2 separate regions of the Mus musculus genome follow, and region 2 is linked to region 1. Evidence: chromatin contacts called from public promoter capture Hi-C data. All regions are on one chromosome and are shown on one strand. The core of a region is the stretch at or near the end of the contact, and the rest is flanking DNA. Distances in the headings are between cores, read along the strand shown. Region 1 holds the start of Rgs9 (regulator of G-protein signaling 9). Region 2 overlaps Wipi1 (WD repeat domain, phosphoinositide interacting 1).

Region 1 (7,663 bases), core at 1,251-3,750:
TCCCACACCAGAAGAAGACTCTGATCATTGTATCACACTTGCCGTGCCTGTATTGTTTCCAGGTTCCACCTATGCTTGTGTGCCTGGCAAGTCACTTAACCTCTCTGAGCCTCAGTATCCTTCTCTGTAAAGGACAATGGCAACTGTCTGACAAAACAAGACAATGCACGCAAAGCCCTGCCCACCTTGGACACTGATGGAGTGGAGAATAGTACCTCACCTGGGTCCGCATTCTGCTGGTCCCGGCCTTTTTTCTGAAAGCCTGGTTACTAACTCAGGTGGATAACTGCTGAGGACTTTCTACCATAGGCTCCTGAGGTTCTGTAGACCTCTGTTCTGTCCTCTGACCTACGGGGTTCTGTGATCCAACTCAAGACCCCAGTGGGCACAGATGGGAAGCAGACAGGATCCTTACCAGGACAAAGCAGCTAGGAGAACAATACTGTGGGTGAGGAGGACACAGTCTGTAGATCCAGAGAGGGAAGTTGCTCTCCCCATGGAGTCAGAAGGACCCTGCTTCACAGAGGAGCGGGAGTTTGGCAGAGGGGGGAAAGGATCTTTCTGTAAAAGCATGGGGTCCTAGAGAAATGAGGACATTCTGAGTGACAGCTTAGGGTGGCTGGCCTGCTTTGTTCTTCTCCTTGGAGGGCAGGAGTGGGAGTTGAGTAAGAGGAAGAGCCAGGGAGATGGTGGAAACTGGGCCCCGAGCAACCAGGCTGCAAAGGGTGGACAGTGTCCTGTGCATCTAGGAAGCCAATGGGGCCAGGGGTGGGGGGAACATCCTATATGAGAACTCACTCAGTGTGGGAAAGAAAACCAATGTGTATGAAGGGTGTCAGGGAGGAGGGGAGAGGCAGTGAGGACCATGAAGTAGGGTGAATGCAGAGGCTGTGTAGAAGAAGAGGTTTGGCTGGGAGTAAAGGGGAGATGGGCTAGATGGGACTGGACAGGGTGTAGAAGGGGAGGCTGGGGTGGAGGTGAGGGGGGAAGGTTAGGATGGAGAGAATCAGAGGACAGGCTGGGGAGGAAGTGAGAGGGTCTGAGGAGGAGCTGAGGAAGATTGTGTGGAGGTACAGCATGCCGGGGGTGTGGGGGGAGGATGCTGGAGAGCAAGACACCACTCAGAAGGCCAAGGGAAAGGATGCATGGGAGTGATAAACACACGAGTGCTACAGATAGGTGCTCTAAGCTCCAAGCCAGGGCCGTCCTGCACGGCAGGAGAAGACCAGCCTAGACACGATCTGAAAATGACGTTCGACTTTGGACCACCAGACTTGGGCAGCCTCTTGTCCTTTCAGGAGCTGGGAGCTGCACTGTCTACTCTCCTGAGTGAGACAGTGTTCCCTTCTGTTTACGGCATGGCCCTTACATCTCTTCTATCTGGCTTCTCGGGGAGATGACCAGGTGTGCCGAATGTCCTGGTGTGCCCAGGTCTGTCCAGCTTTTAACATCTTGTAGATTAGGATACTTAGTCACCAACTGCACCCAGTTGCTAAGCTCCAGAGGCTCAAGGCAGGGAGGGCCCAGCTTGTCACAGAACATCCATCGGGCTAATTCCCTCAACAGGATAATCCTATGAAAAGTGGCATGAGCCAGAGGTAGGGCAGACAAGTGACCTGGGACTTAATCCTGTGAGTGTCTCTTCCCACACTGTCTAACTTAAAAGCCCAGAACTAAATGAACCACTTTGTCCCCAAACACGTCACCCCATAGGTACATTCCACCTCCCACATGTCCATCGGGAACGGACACCCTGTTCTGGCCATTAGCCATCGACAAGAAACGGTTCTAACTATACAGAAAACACACAGATTGCCATCCTGGGATCAGGGGAGGCTCTTGATCCCACAAATCACATTTTCCTGGTCTTTTTATACACACAGGCATACACACACTTAAAAATCCTGCTGTTTAGTATTGGGGGAAATGTTCATTTAATAGCCGATTCCTTGTAACAATATAGGCTGTCTCAAATCACCGCGCAGCTTCAAGCACTCTCCTGAGTAACAGGTTGTTTTTGGCCTGCAGCAGACCATCACGGCTGCCTTCGAATTCTCCACTACAGTTTACGCGAAAACCCAATCATTATGGTTTTTAAATACAACACATAGAGCCACATAGAAGTCATTTAGTAAAATTGGGCAGCGCGGATCGACCTAGATGGACGCCCTCTGCCCCTGCCCAATCTTCCCTTGGACACTCCACATACTGGGTCCCCGCCCACTTGCCAGGGTCCAGATGGGGATTCCCAGGGTACCTTTTGGAGAAATGCCATCCTCGGCCTGTACTGCTGGCCTTGGTGTCGGATCGTCATTCTGGACCCTGGATGAATTCACGACCACAACACGAATGGGAGCGAAAGGGGAAACCCCCAAGTTCACAAGCCAGCCTGGTCTGCCCCAGCCTGGGCGTAGACCGGGAGGCACAGAGAGCGGAGCGCGCAGGGCCCAGAATACCGCCCTCCACCCCTCGACTCTCCCTCGCACCCGCCGACATGCAAAGCAGCTGGAATTCGCGCCAACCAATCAGCGAGCAGCGCCGCGCGCTCATTAGCATGCACTGCGCGGGCTCCCACCTGCCACCAGGGGGCGGCGTCCGGCTCCACCTGGACCAAACCTCAGGTAGGAAGGCCAGATCAGGGATGCTGAAGCTAGAGCATCTGCCCCAAGGTGTGTGAGCCTGTTAATCTCTTTATATACAGAAGTGAGACAGAGCACAGTGGGAAAGGAGCTTTCCGACGCCAGCTTGCAGGAGAGTTGGACATCTTTGGGTAAGTCAGCGCTAAGAATTTCTTTATAAGAGAAGAGAAAATTTTAAACAGTTTCATGGTATCCAATAGAAGTGTCCATGAAGCTTCTAATAGATAAGTGAGCAACGCTGTGATTGTTCCTAGATAGATATTTAAGATAAAAAAAAATACCAGATGTAGACTTTTATTAATTGGCCTAACAAATAGACTAACTAGTAAGATGTTGGTTTCAAGAGAGGAAGAAGTGAAGAAGCCCATAGACACTCTTTAGCTAACTGTGTGCCCTTAGGCAAATTATATTTTACTTCTAATTCCCGATACTTGTATTTGTTTGTCTTTAATAGACTCTTAAAGGAACTTTTAAACTGACCTAAAAATTGGGCAGATGGGACAGAATAGATGCCTCCAGAGTGGCCACCTGCTCCACACATTCATAACCCCCCTCCAGGGTCAACCTGTCTGGGGAGATTGGTATGTGTCACCAATTGATGAGCCTATATTGGCATATATCCAGAAAAAAAAAAAAAGGATGAAGCCTCCACTTAGTCTACACAAGCAGGATAGATATACAATGTCGCATCTCGCATGTTTAAGTTGAAAAAGAACAAAGGGATTCGCCTTAGTGGTGCTCAGTCAACTGGTATACCTTTAGCATCTAAGCCCTTATCCACTATTTTTTTTTCCTTTCAGGCACATTTATTTGTAAGAATCCGTTGAACGCTGTGGACACTCTCAGAAAGCATGCTCACACACATGTTCACATAACACTGACTCCAGTTTGCAAACAATGTCAAAGTGCTCGTTTCCCCTGGGCCCCATGCAGAAGCCCCCACATCACAAACTTCAGTGAAAAGGATGTGAGCTCTCCAGGGATGGGTTGATGCAGAGGACCGGGGTTTCTGCCAATCATACCAGACCTCTGAGAAGCGTGTTCCTTATGTGAGCTGGGATCCCAGGAAAAAGCTGCAATGTCTTGACGTTTCCTCATGGAACAACTTCTGGGTTTAGTGTTACACGGAATACACATAAGCAAATAAAGCCAGCATTTCTTAGTTCTATAAATTCTGAGTAAGGAAAATAGAGGTGATTTCCTAAGGGGGTGGATTGGGAGCTTAAGTCATTCAGCAATGAGGAAAATCGAAAATGTAAGGAATTGTGCTCAGCTCTAGAATAGGAGCCGTCGTAGAGAGCATGCTGCTCACTGTCATCTCTTCTTTCAAGCTTCCCTGTGAAGCAGTCATATTTTGGAGGATTTTCTCTTAGCCTATTGGACCAGAGATGCTTGGTGGGTGTACCAGAGGCTGGTCCTCAGCCTGCGATGTGGTTCCACAAAGCTTAGGTTACGCTTCTTAGAGTATTTATTATATTACCTTTGCAGATGTCAACCAGAGCCAGAGAGATGGGACATGGAGACAAGAGGAATCTGAGGTGAATTGCGAGCTGAATTCAGGGGGGAAGCAGAAATGAAAGATGAGTGGAGGAAGCCAGAAAACATAGAGAAGCCAGCAAACAGTACAGGCAGAAACCAACAGGAGCTGTGAGGCAGGTGAGAGCCCCTTGAGGCAAGCTGGGCCAGGGCCTTCCCAAGGGCAAGAGTGTCTCTGGGGCTCTCCCGCAGAGCTAAGTCTCTGTTCCTTCCAAAATGCTCCAATATGTAATTTGATATAAAAGGTTTAGGTAGCAGCCTGGAAAAGAAATTGATGCCGTTAACCTATTTAAACAACAATTATATTGTGTGCTGGGCTTTGTGCCGAAAGGCCTGGCATTCAAAACAGGCTGTGATTCCCATCATCTCTGTCTCAAGGAACTTACAGTTTCATGGAAGGAAAGAATAATTGCATAAAACCAGTGCAAAACACAATTCAGATATGTCGAAAACCAGACGGCACAACACAGTGCTTTGGGAAGGCCTTTTGTCTGAGTGGATGGCAACTGTGATGAGGGGGCATTATGGGGTCTCGAAGGGAAAGGGGGTTCAAGCAAGTGAGAGAGGATAGAGAAGCAGGAGTCAGCAGGATTGGAGGATGGTGACAGGGAGCTCACTGGACACCAGATCATAATACTGATGCAGTTTGGAAGGGCTGGGTCTGTGATGGAATGGGAATGGGCAGAAGGGGAAATGCCAAGAAATATAAATGTTCAATACTGAGGGGAGCACTGTGGGTAAAGTACCTGTTGTGCAGCCCTGAGGACCTGAGTTCAATCCCCAGAGACCCACTTTTTTTTTTTCTAAGAAAAACGGAGCATTAAGTACACTTGTAACTCCAGTACTGGAAGAAGACAGTCAGATCCCTAGAGATACCTAACCAGCAAGCCCAGCCTATGCAGCGAGCTCCAGACCAATGAGAGACCATATCTTAAATAACAAGTAGCTGGCTTGTAAGGCAGGACACCCAAGACCACAACACCCACACATATGAACATGTGTGTCCAGCCTTCCCACGCACAGGCGTGCACTCACACAAACACACTTACATGCATACATTTATACATACAAACTAATCTTTGTAAAGGTGACCACCTTAATAGGCATTGGTGGTTACACTGGCGAATTCATCTATTAACACTCAATTATGTTGCTCAAATTAGAGTCCATTGCTGTTTGTAAACAATACCTCAACAAAGAGACTGACCCTCAAATCCAACAAGTCAGAGGAGCATAGTGCTAATAGCTAATCGTTCTATGACTCCGTTACAATGATTCTGTCATTGTCCTCTTCATCACGGGTATCCTGTGTTCTTGTCATCCTTATAAGAGTGTGATTCAGAGCCTAAACTTAGATCACAGCCCTAAATATTATGCAACGCAATTTACAGTGCCATGGATCTTGTCCTCAAAGAACAAAATCTATTCTACGTATGATGGTGTGCCATCCACACAAGCTGCAATGTCCTTCGATACCTAAGTCAATAATCATCTTGATAGAATGTCGTAGCTTCCGTAGTTCAGCCCACTGTACCAAGGACTGGGGGTACAGAGTTTAAAAGGCATGTCTCTCACCTTTGGGCTTCTTTTACAGTGTGGGAGGGGAGGAGGGACCATAAGGGGTTCATTTCCTCATGGTGAATCTATCTGACTGCTTTGAAGCAGGAAGTTCCATGAAGTAATTTCTTAGAAATTGGCCAGTGTTAAAGGAGTCACCAGAAAACCGGGTGTGGTGGCACATGCCTTTAATCCCAGCACTCAGGAGGCAGAGGCAGGAGGATTTCTGAGTTCGAGGCCAGCCTGGTCTACAAAGTGAGTTCCAGGACAGCCAGGGTTTTACAGAGAAACCCTGTCTTGAAAAACCAAAAAAAAAAAAAAAAAAAAAAAAAAAAAGGAGTCACCAGAAGGCGTGGGAAAGTCTGGAGAGAGACAAATACTGGAAAGTCATTCCCATTACCAAAGCCCAAAGGAAGGAGAGCTGGTTCTCTATGTAGAAGATAGTCTTCTCAGAGAGATTTGACTGTCTCCAGGACAGAACTCTTGGAGAATAAACACCAGAAATCTCTCGTCCTGCCATCAGTCTCCTACTGTGGATGGCCACTCTTCTAGTCTGCAATAAAGAGGGCAGCTCAGCCTGGCTGAGGTGAATCTTAGGGTCAGCCTCCAAGAGCAGAATCTGGCAGAGCAGCCCAAATGACTGCGGACAGCAGCAGAAGAGGAGAGAAACGTCTCTGGTGCCATCGATGACTAGAGGTGTCTTGGAGTCCATCGCATGCCTTCGAACACTTTAATGAGCTCCGCAGCACCCACTCCTGTGACAACTGATAACTCCCTGCCTTAGACATAAATGGAGTTGGGTTCACCTGACTCAATGGGCCTCAGCCCACACTGTTCTCATTTGCATTCATAGGATTCTGTCGTGTTGGAAGTTGTCACAAGTATCTATTACATTTGCAAATGTAAAAATAAAACAGGAACTTGGGGGATCCTCTTAGATGGAGAGTATTTCTCCCTCACTCAATTGGACAAACAACACCTTCTGAAGACTTATCAATACCTAATATTCCACTGAGGAACCACGTGGGGCCAGCAGGCACCTCACTGGTCAGCTGCAGTTCAACAGAAGGGAAGTGAGGCTGGGCTCGCCCTTCTCCAAAGACAATTAGACAGCTAGAAAGCATCCACACTTGGCATGCTGCCTGTTGGCTCAGAGATGGGGAAAGAGGAATTGGAACTTTCCAGAAAAATCTTCTTCAACCAGGGCTTGTTTAGAAACCGTTTTAGCCCAGTGGTAACCACCGGCTACTGCCACAAAGCTCAATCCTGTATTACATACCCTGTCCATCTTGCCTTTATTGTCCTAAATTAAATTAAATTCATTTGGGTACGTGTTCTATAAGCACAGCTAGAAATGAACAAAGGAAAAAGAGACAAGATCACTTCTTCTGACCCTTCCTTCTCCACACTCAGCAGCACACACTTATATCTGCCCACCAGACAAGTCCCCTTAGAGCTAGTAACACCCATTCACCATTTTTTTAATATTTATTTATTTACTTATTTATTATATGTAAGTACACTGTAGCTGTCTTCAGACACTCCAGAAGATGGCATCAGACTTCGTTATGGATGGTTGTGAACCACCATGTGGTTGCTGGGATTTGAACTCAGGACCTTTGAAAGAGCAGTCGGTGCTCTTAACTGCTGAGCCATCTCACCAGCCCCCAGCCATTCACCATTTTTAAGGGTGTTATTAATTTTCATTCTAGAAAATTTGGAAGTGTAGCATTTTTTTAAATGTTTTCATTATTTTTTGTGTTTGAGTGGTTTGCCCATCTGCATACATACCCAGGCACTGTGTGCATTCAATGTCACTGAAATCAGAAAAGGATGCCATATTCCTAGGATTGAAATCACAGACAGCTGTGAGATGCCATGTGGGTACTGGGGACAGAACCCCGGTCCTCTGGAAGAGCAGCCAGTGTTTT
Region 2 (7,125 bases), core at 1,360-3,859, 290 kb after region 1:
ACAGCATGAGGCCAAAGGAGCACGGCTGGAAAGGGCACCTGAAAACCATGTGTCTCTACTGCCACCTGCTGGCTAGGAGAGGAACATGCTTGAGTATTTCTGTAGCTTGTTCTAGTCCTTTCTTTTTGTCACCCACACCCCGGGGTCACATAGGGACACAGTCACAAAAAGTTGACAACCATGAAACATTTCTGAATGCACAGCAGGCAAAGATTAATTCGGAGTGAGGTACATACGGGATCTGGGGTGTTTCTGCAGTACCAGCCTGGTTTGCATCTCTTCGCTGCAGCCTTGGTTCTGAACACACAAAGTGCACACACCATACTGTGTGTGCTACCACACCGCTAACACACACAGCCTTCCGAGCACCTTGGCTCAGACTCATGGCTACCATATGCTGAGAGCTGCAGGGTTTTACTCTACACAAACTTCCCTACCCTTAGAGAAAAAGCAACAGTTAATAGGAAGCTGAGACATTCAATGTTTCCCCACACTGCCTGGAATGTTACTATCAAATTGGTATTGTCTTGTGTTGGAAAAGTTCAGAGCTGAGACTGAAGGAAGGAACATCCAGATACTACCCCACCCGGAGATCCATTCCATAAACAACCACCAAACTCAGGCACTATTGCAGATGCCAACAAGATTTTGCTGACAGGACCCTGATATAGCTGTTTCCTGTGAGGCTATGCCAGTGCCTGGTAAATACAGAAGTGGATGCTCACAGTCATCTATTGGATGGAGCACAGGGTCCCCAATGAAGGAGCTAGAGAAAGTACCCAAGGAGCTGAAGGGGTTTGCAACCCCATAGGAGGAACAACAATATGAACTAACCAATACCCCCCAGAGCTCGTGTCTCTAGATGCATATGTAACAGAGCATGGCCTAGTCGGCCATCAATGGAAGGAGCGGCCCTTGGTCTTGGGAAGATTCTATGCCCCAGTACAGGGGAATGCCAGGGCCAGGAAGCAGGAATGGGTAGGTTGAGGAGCAGGGGGAGGGGAAAGGGATAGGGGAGTTTTGGAGAGGGAACTAGGAAAGGGGATGGCATTTGAAATGCAAATGAAGAAAATATCTAATAAAAATATATTAAAGTCATAAAAATTGCTCTCTGAGTTGCTGATTTGAATTTCATTTTAAAATGGTTAAGTGAACCAAGGCGGTGGTGTTGCACATACACTTTTAGTCCCAGCACTTGGGAGGCAGACACAGGATCTCTGAGCTTGAGGCCAGCCTGGTCTACACAGTGACAGCCAGGGCCACACAGGGAAACCCTATCTTGAAAAACAAAAACCAAACAAAACAGAAAGTTAAACGAACCTTGGCTTGGGATTTGAACACAACTCACGCAATGCTCCTAAATATACTTCCTGGTGTTTGAAGTAATGCTTTTGGCACTACCAACTATAAAATAAAAAAAACACAGAATCATATGTTCAGCTGAGATTAGATTGCTCATGTGAAAAGAAGCAAGCTTTCTGTGTCATCAGTATGGAAACTTTACTGTCTTCAGGAAATGGTGAGATTATACCCAAGAATTATTTTAAAACAAATTTATGATCTATTATCAGCCAGTGTTTGATATATATATATATATCTATTTTGTCTGCATATATGCTCAGAGCCATTTAAAAAAAATTCTTGAACTGAGAAGGGGCTGTTGGGGGGGAGGAGTTTAAGAAATCCCGTTCTGAACAAAGGATTTGAATCGAGAAAACCTTCAGGAGACCTCTCGACTTAACACTGGCAGTGACCCCTCCACTGCTGAGCACTCAGACCTCGGGATACAAAGAATATTCTCTTTCACAGTTTTCAGCCCAAGGCTCTCAATCAGAGGTTCGCTCTCTTCCAATCCCATTACCCTCTGGAGCCCTGTGAGAGTTCACTCCTAACCGAACAGGACTTCCCAGTGGGAAAGGTCAGCGTGCTTTAGCTTTTCCTGAGTACGATTAAATACAGTTAGCTAGGAACTTCACGTTCAACTACCGGAAAGGCAAACGTTTTCTATCTCATCATCCACGCTGATAAGGGAGGGCGGAGCCTCCTCGGAGTGGAAGTCACTGGAGGTCTGCACTTTGGTTGAGGCGGCAAGCCTGGCCTTTGAGAGAAAACTTGCATCGGAACATGTTGGATGTAAGATGCCTCGATATCTTTTGGAAGTAAAGGAAGCCAAGGAAACTCTGGAGGTGACAGGAGCCATTTTTATTATAAGGATAATGGGGTGGGGTGGGGACAGTGTCCCTGCAGCACTGAGGGGAGATTTCTCACCCCAGTGACTGAGGTTAGTGGTCATACACGGTAGGAACTCCAGAGCCAAAGCTTAACCGGAAAACGATCTTCAAGAAGATCATATGAGAGATATCTTCTTAGATAATAATAAAAACAATAATGCTGGCTAGCTTTGTTGTAAACTGGTGTATTCAGTGGGTTCTTATAAAAAGCATTTGTAAAATGCTAGACCCAGGCTAAAAGGCTCCTTACTTATCCTGAAGGGGAGGAGACGGCGGGGGGGGGGTACAAAACCAGTTATGACTTGAAACTAGGTCCTGCTTCCTGCTCTGGCCTCTGAGTATACAGCCAGGCCTCTGTCTGCGCTTATCTCTTGCTGCACAGAACTCCACGAGGAGGCTGGCTGGCTGCCCTTAACTGCAGGTGCCAGCACAGCTGCGAGCCCCTACCTGGTCAAAGTCACTCGGGGGCCTTTGGCACCATGAGAGGCCACCTTCCCCGCTGCTCTCTGAGCCTTGGCTCCCGACTCTGTGAGGGCTCCAGATGTAATTTCAAGGGCAGCTGGGGGTGTGGGGGTGGACAGAGGTACTCTGGCCCCGAGACATGGAAGAGAGAATGAGATTGCGTGGGTTTGGGTGGGTGTCAGGTGGGACAGTGGCAGGGGACAGATTGAGATGCAGAGTACAGAGGAACTTGTGTTGACCGAACCGAATGCTTGTGATCTTGCAGGGAAGTGCTAACAACCACGTGGGGAAAGAAGAAAAAAAGCATAGTGAATGGGGCGGGGTAGAATGCTTCCTTTATAAGCTAGAGGGCCTAGATTCAGAGCCTAAGATCCATGTCAAACAAACGAACACCTAGCTTTACACACACACACACACACACACACACACACACACACACACACACACACACACACCCTGAGATGAGTAATCACTTCATAATTACTAGGAATAACTCCAATTTCAAAGGGCAGCTAGAGATGGAGAGATGGCTCAGTAGTTAAGAGCACTGGCTGCTCTTCTCGAGGACCCAGGTTTGATTCCCAGCACCCACGTGGCAGCTCAGAGCTGTCTCTAACTTCTGTTCTGGGGGAATCTGGTGCCTTCTTCTGGCCCCCACTGGCATCAGGCACACATGGTGCACAGATTCCCATGCAGGCAAAACACCCATTCACGTAAAAAAATTTTTTTGAGGAAGCTAATAAATGCAGGTGAGGAGATGGAAACACTGGATGCTGTGTACAGGGGTGTGAACTGGGGCAGTGTGTTAGAGAGCAACCTGGGAGGTCTCAGAAGTTAATCACAGTTATCACATGACCTGGAAATTCTACTCTCACGTGCACACCAGAGAGAAATGACAGCAATGCCAACACAAAACTCTTACATATGAATGGGTGCACTTAACAATATCCATTAGCACCAAAAGCTGAAAATACAGAGGATGGGAGTGGCGGGGGTAGTTGAACCAAAACTAAGGATGGATGGAAACCCACAGCTTGGTAAACTAATTTAGAACATTTCCTTTTTTAAAAGGGGGAGTTTGAATGTAGCCACCCTCTAGGTGGAAGATGCTTTCCCAAGAAGATATGGGTTATTAAATGAACATCTCTATCTCAGACATAAGACAGCTCTCTATAAGTCATTGGTCAGCGAGAACCCTGAAGTACCCCCCAAACACAGGCGTTTGGTTGCTTGACGTAACTACATGGTAAGATAATAGTACTGATGTTTAACGTACCGGGATACAAGGAAATCAGGCTTGAACTGTCCTGGAAACTTCCTCCATGCAGGCCACCAGAGGAGAAAGGCCATCAGTCGTATAGCCCAGTGGGCAACCCTGCATGTTACAATACCAACCTAAGAGACAAGAATGACCTACTGTGGCAATGGCGGTGCAAAGGTTATGGAGACAGCCGGCAGCTTTTGAATAGAATCTGAGACCTACGCTACAAGAGAGGATTTATGCCTGAGACTGAAAAGCTGATCAAAAATCCAGAGCTTTGGAGGTCACAGGCTCTAGAAGGAACGTTCTCCTGTGGTCTTGCCTAGGGATGTGTGGTCAAACTGCCTCCTAAATATTTATGCTGGTACATATAGATCAGCGCTGCCGTCATCCTCGGCCTGATCACCAGGCAGGGCGGACCCGGAAGTGAGCAAAGTACTGAGACTAAGTGATCACTGAGTACTCAGTCCAAACTGGGGCAGCTGTGAGAACCGTCCTCTACCCCAAGGCTCACAGAACAGGACAGAAGAAGGGGTAGAAAGATCGTAAGGAGGGAGAGGAGCGCTATAAAATGCTGTCTGCTGGACGTGACATGACAATAGTACTCACGAACTCATCACAGTCCTGCACGAGACTCATGTAAGATCAAGCCAACAGCATCAGCCAACATTCCCATAGGGTAGCACCAATGGACTCAGTAGGTTACCCCACCCCCAAAAAAAAAAAAAACCTGAAGCAAGGATTGGGAGACGAAAACGCCAAAGAATGAAAACAAAGATATTCTCTTCTATTTTTTACAAGGTGGAAACAATTCATGTGAACCAACTAATGGGGGTATACCATGTCCTTCCAACAGGATGGTTTTGCCAATAAGAAGGTCTGAAGCCAAACGTGAAGTGATGGAGATGAGCCCTGGAGACAGCAAGTAGAAGGCAGTCCTGAGGGACCACATGAAATGGTCAGTGCAGGACAATGTTTAGTGACAGGAGGAGGCTGGGCCTTACCCACAGCTAGGGGAATATGAGGCAGCAGCTGAGAGGCGTAGGATGCCTTGGGGGATGGGTGCTGAAAATGTTCTAAAATTAAACGTGGGTCTGATGAGACAGCTCCGTGGGTAAAGGCGCTTGCTGCCAAGCCTGACTACCTGAGTTAGATCCCAGGAGCCACATGATGGAAGGGGAGAGGTGACTCGTGGAAGTCGTCCTCTGACTTCCGAATGTGTGCAAACAAGTGTAATAGAATACACACAAGGACCTCCACATGTGTGTGCAAATAAAATCACAACAATGGCTATACCTTTCTGTACATACAGCAAAGCCTATTATGTACTTCATTTATCTTTTTATTTTTATATATGAGTTTGTGTGTGTGTGTGTGTGTGTGTGTGTGTGTGTGTGTGTGTGCGCATGTGTGTGCCATGTGTGCACAGGTGCCCCAGGGAGCCAGCCAAGGGATGGGATTCCCTGGAGCCGGGGTTATGAGCAGTAGTTAAGTCACCCTGAAATGGGGATTAGGAACCACACACTGGGGGTCCTTTGGAAGAACAGCAAGAGGTTTTAACTGCTGAGCCATCTCTCCAGCCACAGACGGTTCACTTTAAATGAGTGGATTCTATGATATATGCATTATATATCAACACAGCTTTGGGGTGGGTAGAATTAACTTTGATTAGTGTGTGTTAACTTATACAGCAATTATGACCATCTCCTGTAAACATGAACATTCTAATATGTCCATCTCACTGCTGCCTTTTGTTTTTTTTGAGACAGGGTTTCTCTGTATAGCCCTGGCTGTCCTGAAACTCACTCCATAGACCATCTGGTCTCAAACTCTGAGATCTGCCTGCCTCTGCCTCCTGAGTGCTGTGCCCAGTCATTTTCGATTACCCATCTTACCCTCCCCCACCTCTCTCTCTCTCTCATTTTTTAAATGATTTATTTATTATTATACATAAGTACACTGTAGCTGACACACCAGAAGAGGGCGTCAGATCTCATTACTGGTGGTTGTGAGCTACCATGTGGTTGCTGAGATTTGAACTCGGGACCTTTGGAAGAGCAGTCAGTGCTCTTACCCGCTGAGCCATCTCACCAGCCCATGTCTCGCTCTCTCTCTCTCTCTCTCTCTCTCTCTCTCTCTCTCTTTTCTGCCTCCCTTTCGGGAAAGTACAGAAGTTCAGGGCATTTTGGATGACGGGAACAGGCTAAGGATATAGTTCCCCAACAGGCTCCTGCCCTGTACTGCTTGGCTCTTTTGGAAGTGAAGGGCTCCCATGACGGATGGAGTTCCCTAAGGGACCAGGCCTTTGCTTTTCTACCTCCCTGCTTTTTAAACTACGGAGAGCATCCTTGTGGCTGAGGGAGCCAGGAGTCTTTGGCCAAACACCTGTAATCGTCTTTTGGGAGTTTAGGTCAGGATATAACTATCCCAGAGAGGAAGAAAGGCTTTAAGCTTAACTTTGAATTTTTCTGTCACACCCTGTGTAGCATTAGATGTGGTTTCTCTAACAAGAAAGGAACAAAGGATATTGGTAAAGACAGGTGTCCTGTGACATTCAACCCCTTACTAGACAGCTTTGCTTCTGGGCTGGCACTCTGACACCCCACGTGACTTCAGAGAGAGAGAGAGATTCTGAACAGACCTGTGCAGACTTAATGAAGTGCCCAGCGATGCTTAACTCAAGTTCCTTCGGTTGTCCATCCCATCCCATCCCATCCCATCCCATCCCATCCCATCCCATCCCATCCCATCCCATCCCCGAGTACCCTCCCCCACACTGCCATCCAAGTCTCAGAACAGTTCCAACTAGCAGCATGGATCTCTTTTCTGACTTCTGGAAATTGCTCCAGGTGCAGCCATGACAGCTTTCTGTTTCTGTCGCTGGTGCTACATACAGTCATTTTTAAAATCAAAGTGGGCTCTTTCTTTGATATTATTTTCTAGTATAAAAGTGCTGGTGGCAAAGCCCAGAAAACACAGAGAAGGGGGAAAGGAAAATAAAAATAAAAAGGCAGCCAGATTTGAAACTCGGGTTTTCTCTCCTTTCAGCATTTGACCATTTTTCTATGTAGGCATGAGGTTTAAAAGTTTTTTTATATTTATTTATTGGGGGGTATGCTGGGGAGACACGCATGTGCCAAGATATGCATGTAGAGGTCAGAAGACACGTGG

What was found. Promoter capture Hi-C pulls out the DNA fragments that hold promoters and counts their contacts.
Region 2: a contact with region 1 is called in a promoter capture Hi-C map of hematopoietic stem and progenitor cells, with 5 times the contacts expected there. The contact joins the enhancer-like site here to the promoter of Rgs9 in region 1. A contact is called at or near these places in 25 of 39 promoter capture datasets (the 3T3-L1 cell line, 3T3-L1-derived adipocytes, the C10 cell line and 14 more), 6 of 15 datasets of contacts at CTCF or cohesin (CD8 T cells, the NIH/3T3 cell line, embryonic stem cells and 3 more), 35 of 484 Hi-C or Micro-C datasets (B cells, CD4 T cells, CD8 T cells and 21 more), 10 of 115 datasets of contacts at active chromatin or transcription factors (Th17 cells, bone marrow-derived macrophages, embryonic basal ganglia and 5 more) and 5 of 9 other capture datasets (adipose tissue, embryonic stem cells, liver and 2 more).

What each region holds. Positions count from the first base shown.
Region 1 is chr11:109,295,681-109,303,343 of GRCm38.p6, forward strand. Rgs9 (regulator of G-protein signaling 9) reads right to left here and starts at 2,501. Exons shown (of 19, transcript NM_011268.2): 1 at 2,258-2,501. The coding sequence starts at 2,314. It overlaps Gm39441 (a long non-coding RNA gene), which reads left to right and starts at 2,550. Exons shown (of 3, transcript XR_880277.3): 1 at 2,550-2,770.
Region 2 is chr11:109,585,207-109,592,331 of GRCm38.p6, forward strand. The region is part of intron 4 of Wipi1 (WD repeat domain, phosphoinositide interacting 1); the gene reads right to left. Gm39442 (a long non-coding RNA gene) reads left to right here. Exons shown (of 4, transcript XR_001780352.2): 3 at 4,811-4,912. Among named protein-coding and RNA genes, the nearest start is that of Gm39442, 10 kb to the left of the region's middle. Within about 2 kb of position 2,610, at least 46 of the 459 cell types and tissues checked have an H3K27ac peak or open chromatin away from gene starts, as enhancers often do. A contact at or near this core is called in the HPC-7 cell line, bone marrow-derived macrophages and hematopoietic stem and progenitor cells, where this site is marked.